2 separate regions of the Drosophila melanogaster genome follow, and region 2 is linked to region 1. A link is a contact called in public Hi-C data. All regions are on one chromosome and are shown on one strand. The core of a region is the stretch at or near the end of the contact, and the rest is flanking DNA. Distances in the headings are between cores, read along the strand shown.

Region 1 (3,189 bases), core at 16-2,515:
TTACGTGGTTCTTTTAAATATAAAGCATTACTGAATTATTTGGAATCACTTGGAATTATTTTCCTGGAATTGTAGATACAATATTGCATTTCCTAACCTAACGTCTTAAATGTATTGAGGTACAAGTGGACTAGAATGGTTCCCTACCCATCCCATTGCTTCGCCCAATTTCTTCAGCAATTTGGCAGCTCGACGGTCGGGATTTAGGGAATTCACCCACGCAATCAAGTCAAGCAACCGTTTGATGCCAATGGAGACGTTGCGGCCATCCATGGCGATCTCGATTTGGCGTAGCTCCTCGGGCTCGAATCGTTTTGAAGCTTCCACTATGACCATAAGTTCTTTAGGCGTGGAAACATTTGGCACATTGTGAACTGAAGTGAAAACGGATAGCAAGCCCAGTTCCTCCAGGACATCGAGACGATTGCTTGTGCAAATGATGATGAGCTCGTGGCTGTTGGGCGGTTGTTTCTTCAGAAGAACCGTCAGCTTCTGCAGGAACTCCTTGGAGTACCGCTTACCCAGGGCGCCGTAACCAATGACACGCTCAAAGTCGTCAATGATGACGCAGCTGCGCCTGGAAACATAGGCGTCCTCCAAGACTTCCCGTATTCTCTGGCATTTTTCGGAATCGCTAAGTCCCAGCAATTCGGCCGACGAGATGTATTTTATAAAAGGGCAGTCTGTTTTCAAAGCCATTTGAGCGGCCACCGTAGTTAGGCCTGACTTGGGCTTACCTTCGACCAGATGGCAAGACCATCTTGGGCGTCCGGTGGACAGGAGATCATTCGGATCGAAAGCGGTACGATCTAGATATTCATATGGCATGAGCAGCTGGAGAGTCTCCTCCTGCCGGCCAAATCGTGGCTGAATGATCTTTACCGCGGCCAGGAGATCGACCTGAGTGACTTGAAGGCCCTTCGGGCATCTGGTGACGTGAGTGCGGACAATGGCTTCATGGAGGGCTTCTCGGACCAGTTGGCACAGCTCGTCCTCCGTGAAATTTTTGGTTTTCATTGCAATTTCGCGTGCGCAAACATCGCCGGCCACCGTAATGTCACCCAGCCTGTTGATGCGCGATTTTAAGAGGTTCACACGCTCCTCAGTGTTGGGTAAAGTGATGTTGACCATCTTGGCGCCCGGGTTGGCTTCTTTTATGGAGAAATTATATTGGATATGAAATGGTCAAATTGTATCAGCTGTTCTTTACAAAATGGTTTTGTATATTATGTTATCCACCTAAAATCGATTGCGATAACTGCGATCGATTTTAAATTTCAGGGACGGTCGAAGTTTCGATAAGACGGTGGTTCAATTCAAACCATTATATTGTAAGTTTTTATTATTTTATAAGGTAGCTTAAAATTAAAATAATATTAATATTTTGAATTGCCATTATTTTCCGAACCAATGTGTTATCAGCTTCGTTATGTATGTGTTATCAGCTTCGTATTACGATAGTGTAACCAAATTTCCATTTGAAAATACTGCTTTTCCACTTGGCTATTACAAAAAAAGCGCGCCACTTTTGAAAAATATCTAAACTTAAAATTAGTAAAAATAATTGCACACTATTTTATCCATCAAGTATTTTAATGCCTTGACTTTAACTACATGAAATGCAGAAAAAATTTCATCGTACATATATGTCACTTTAATATTTGTATTGTTTATGGCTAATAAAAATACCGATAGACCGATTGACTGGCGGTTTCGATGTACTGCAACCGTTACAATTTAAACGACTTTGTGATTTATGATATTCTTGAGTTTCGTTCCGTTTGCTAAAACCTAGGCACACATTATGAATTCCCGCTTTTCGGCTCTTCTGCTGGGTTGGCTGTGCAATTACTTGCAATATCGTATTTTTCTTCTTTCCTTGCCGCTGACCTCGAGCAGTTAATCATGCGCTCGATAATTGGATAGTGGATGTCTCTATTCGTTCTGGGTTGCACAACAAATTTATAGCGTGCATTATATTCGGACAGTTTAATTGGGTATCGACATTTATTAATTTATCCGGTCGGCCGGCCTAGCGTAATGCCGGTAATTTCTTGTCCCATCCGAATTTGACCACTCAAGGCTTTCAACACTCCACATCCGCACAGCATCCTCCTTCCCACTCCTTGCCAGCCCATTTGCATGCTCCCTCCAAAGGGCCGAGACTCGCGTCCGCTATGCACATTAATTAGGCCGCTTCATTAGACACATGTCCATCAAAAGTGGTCCGGTTCAAGATCCAGACTCGAAGCGAAGACTGCGCCGCCGGCGAGGGAACATAGTGCATATGTATATATCCACCCGATCCGAGCCTGACTGCCTCTCGTGTTGCCTGTTTTGTGTAATTAAGCCAGGCGCTCACTATTTAAATTGCTGGCGGGTGGCGAGGGGATGTCGAGAAGTCCAGGAGCGACACTGAAAAGAATTTTTTGCAATCCTAAAGTGATTGTACTAAATAAAAAATACAAGAAGTGAAGAAAGTTAGTTAAGTTAAGAAAATAGTTAATAATATGGCCACCTGTGAAAGATTGGTTAATAATCATTTTTTTTTTTTAGCAACTCATACTGCACTGAATTTCTCCCAGTGCAGCCCACATGCGCCCGGGTGTATCACGAATCTCCAATTGCGGGCCAGCTGTAGTGGCTTTAAAGACGAGGCCATGGCCAAGTGCAATTTGCAGGCAGGCCAGCAGCCTCCGCCGCATCCAGATCCGCATCCTCGCGAGAAGATCGAGAGTCTCAAACTCCAGACGTTCGCTCGTCAGCGCTTGAGCCAATAATTATGGTTATTAATCGGCCTGGGAATTGGCTGCTAATTTGCAGTTTAGTTACAAATTCTGGCCGCCAGCGTGCAATTACCCGCTTAAATTATAGCCTCAAAATAAACAAAACACCGCAACGCCAACGATGGATGGTCAGTTCGCTTAACTCCAGAACAGTTCAGCAGTCGGGAAAAGGTCACAACACCAAAGAGGCATCCACACGGAAAAAATTGTGCTTTAAAAAACATTGCATTTAGTTTAATTTAGTCCAAGATTTCGTGGCATCCTAAATATTCGAACAGCAAAGATACAAATTTTCGAATTAATATTATTAGTCAGATTAATATCAATATGAAGATATGTTTTTCGATTATAATAGTTAGATTTAGAGATGAATTCCACTTGTCTTAATATTTTGTGCCTTTCT
Region 2 (3,483 bases), core at 301-2,800, 120 kb after region 1:
CATCTTCTTATTCTGCATGCAGCGCTGCATGTTGACCGTCATTCGCTCAATGGCCTCCACATTCGCCACGTGCACCACCCAAATGGGTCCATCGTTCTCCATGAAAGTCACGCGGCACTTGAAAAACTCCATGCCCGACGGCAGCAAATGTTTGCGCCAGTTTTCCGATAGATCCGGCTTGTTCGGCACAGCAACTGTGGGCTCCACACATGGGATTGGCGATTTAGTGCGAGTTTTAGCCAGAGCAACTTGGTTCTCTACGCTCTGGATTGGATTCAACGCCGGTTGAAGAGGCCGGCACTCCACCAAGGGTCTGGAAACGCATTTGTATTGTATAAGAATTAAAAACCCCTAACTTAATGCACTGCTGCGCAACGGATTTACTAATTTAACTCACGGCATAATGATGCACACCTGCCTGTGCCTCTGCCAATCCAATTTCTGGCACTTTTCATTGCAGTACGGTTCTCCACACCGCTGGCACATCAATCTGGTCGGAGTGCCACAGACGACGCATGTCTTTTCCTCCGACTTTTCCATTTCTTCAATTCAAAGTAACAACGCAAGAACGTGTGAATGAAAGAACGGCGCGTTAAAGGAAACGCAGCAAAATGGCGCTAACAGAACTTTTAGCACGCGATGAAATACAAAGTGAAAATCTATTTACGCTGGACGAGAACTTTCTATGTTTTCGTTTTGAAAAAGGTGGAATCCTTTAGAATTTAAGTGCGCGATTCACAACTCACAAACATGCGATACGTTCACTAAACGCGTTTAAATTCGAAGCTCGCTGGGCACGCGCTTCAGTGCATTGAACGAACGTGGGAAGAAAGAGAACAGGACGATATCGATATCGGTTGGTTTTCGATTTACAGCGCACTGATGGAAGTAAACTTGATCGTTAATTAAAAAAGGAAAAATAAGGCTTACGAAGTTTTTAAACTTTAATTAAAACGACACAACATATGCTAAATATTCTACATATTCCAGTTACAATCAATTTCGCCAAGCCATTTTCATGGAAGTTGAATACTCTTTGAACCTGTTTGAATATATCTGAAAACGCAAATCTACTTTGTGTTATTATTTTGCCAATATAGGCAATATTATTTGAAAATTAACCGCAAGTCCATTGACGACCGCAATTCAGAATAAGAACGTAGCGTAATTTTCCCATCTTCAAATATTGTTTTTCCTAAACTTACCGATTTTAACACTTTTTAGTTTTAAAAACGTTTGTGGTTAATCCGCAAGGAATTTGTGACAGTGAAAAAATAACCGCTTTGTACGCGCACGTGTTGCCAACAAACACTTCAGCTTTTGTCAGTGACTGGATTCTAATTTAAATTTATCGATAACGTATGCAATTCTTATTCGAACAATATAGTTATTTCTAAAAACTGTGTCACGGAATTTCTTTTTGTAATTATTACCTATATAAATATATATTTATACAAATATTTATAACATTTGTGTTTTAATTGTCATGCCCCTTTAGTTTTTTTTACGCTAGAAACTTAGCTACTTCCTAGGTCGAGAGCTGGCCACACTCTTGGCATGTCTTAGTTATCGATAATTCCCGCCACTTCTGAGCATTGAGTATATTTTGCGAACTATTTGTTTACCAATTGAATATTTTGATAATCAGGGCCCCCAGTGAAGTGGCAAGCGTCATGAGTGCCAGCAACAAAGGCGGTTACAAGACGCCGCGGAAGGAGAACCTCATGTCCATTGAGAACCTCACCAATTCGGAGGAGGAATCCGAGGACTTGAACACGGCAATGGTTGGGAATGCAGTGGAATCTCAGCCCAAGGTCACCAGTCGGCGTTCCACCCGACGTCCAAGTCCCACCAAGAAATACCAGGCGTACCAGAAGGAAAGCAATGGAAAAGGCCAGGAAGAGCGAATTGTTGTGAACTATGTGGAAATGTCCGATGAACGGAGCAGCGATGCGGAGGATCAGGAAGAAGAAGAAAGCATCGAGGAGTCGGAAAATGCTGCCCGTCCCGCTGCCAAGGATCTGCATCTCATCCAATCCGAGTACAATGTGGCCGGCACCAGCATGTTTGGCTTCAATACGCCCAAGAAACGCGATGCCATGGCACTGGCCGCCCTAAATGCCACGCCCTGCACGCCCAAGACCCCAAAAACGCCGCGTTTGGGTGTCAAGACGCCGGATACGAAGCGCAAGAAGTCCATGGATCAGCCAAAGACTCCCGCCCATGTGCGCACCCGCGTCAAGAAGCGTGGGTAGCCTTTTTCTGCGTCCTTTTACCATTTTTTCCATTATTTATAAATTCATTATCACTTTCAGAGATTGCCAAAATAGTGGCCGACTCAGATGAGGATTTTTCTGGAGATGAAAGCGATTTCCGGCCCAGTGACGAGGAATCCTCCTCCAGCAGCAGTAGCAGCGATGCTGGCAACTCCTCTGACAACGACGCCGCCGATGATGAGCCCAAAACGCCCAGTAGAGCCCGCCGTGCCATTGTAGTCCCCGTTCTGCCGAAAACTCCATCGGCAGCCCGCCTGCGACAATCGGCGAGGGCGAAAAAATCGAATGAGTTTGTGCCCGAGAGCGATGGTTACTTTCACTCGCATGCCAGCAGCAAGATCCTCACTTCGGATCACACCTTGGATCGCCTAAAGAATCCTCGCCTGGCCGCCGATCGTGTTTTCAGTTTGCTGTCGGAAATCAAGACATCGGCGGAGCATGAGGGTTCTATTAATGCCATTATGGAGGAGTATCGATCGTACTTTCCCAAGTGGATGTGTATTCTGAACGAAGGCTTCAATATACTTCTATATGGATTGGGCTCCAAGCACCAGCTGCTGCAGTCATTCCATCGGGAAGTTTTGCATAAGCAAACGGTATTGGTGGTGAATGGCTTCTTTCCCAGTCTGACCATCAAGGATATGCTGGATAGCATCACAAGCGACATATTAGATGCGGGCATTAGTCCGGCTAATCCACATGAAGCAGTGGATATGATCGAGGAGGAGTTCGCACTGATACCGGAAACACATTTGTTCTTAATCGTCCATAATCTGGATGGAGCCATGCTTCGCAATGTGAAGGCACAGGCGATTCTTTCGCGCCTGGCGCGCATACCGAACATTCATCTACTGGCCTCCATTGATCACATAAATACCCCACTGTGTGAGTGCACCGATGCTTTGAGATCTTTATAGTGCGACAGCAAAACTAATTATTGTTTACGAATTTGCAGTGTGGGACCAGGGAAAGCTGTGCAGCTTCAACTTCTCGTGGTGGGACTGCACAACAATGCTGCCATATACGAACGAAACTGCGTTCGAGAACTCGCTGCTGGTGCAGAATTCCGGCGAATTGGCCCTCTCCTCGATGCGCAGTGTCTTCTCATCGCTAACGACCAATTCGCGTGGCATTTACATGCTGATTGTTAAGTATCAATTGAAGAACAAGGGCAATGCCACATACCAGGGCATGCCGTTCAGGGATC

The links. A called contact is a pair of places that touch in the nucleus more often than the background predicts.
Region 2: a contact with region 1 is called in a Hi-C map of the Kc167 cell line, with 4 times the contacts expected there. The contact joins the promoter of Orc2 here to the promoter of CG31495 in region 1. A contact is called at or near these places in 1 of 1 datasets of contacts at CTCF or cohesin (the Kc167 cell line), 32 of 107 Hi-C or Micro-C datasets (the Kc167 cell line, the ML-DmBG3-c2 cell line, the OSC cell line and 14 more) and 3 of 6 datasets of contacts at active chromatin or transcription factors (all in the Kc167 cell line).

Annotation. Positions count from the first base shown.
Region 1 is chr3R:13,838,669-13,841,857 of dm6, forward strand. CG31495 reads right to left here and starts at 1,266. Exons shown (of 1, transcript NM_169559.2): 1 at 1-1,266. The coding sequence starts at 1,131. The coding sequence ends at 106.
Region 2 is chr3R:13,963,335-13,966,817 of dm6, forward strand. Orc2 (Origin recognition complex subunit 2) reads left to right here and starts at 1,551. Exons shown (of 4, transcript NM_169563.2): 1 at 1,551-1,599; 2 at 1,658-2,247; 3 at 2,316-3,161; 4 at 3,232-3,483. The coding sequence starts at 1,674. Kots (Kotsubu) reads right to left here and starts at 840. Exons shown (of 5, transcript NM_142067.3): 1 at 398-840; 2 at 1-313. The coding sequence starts at 540.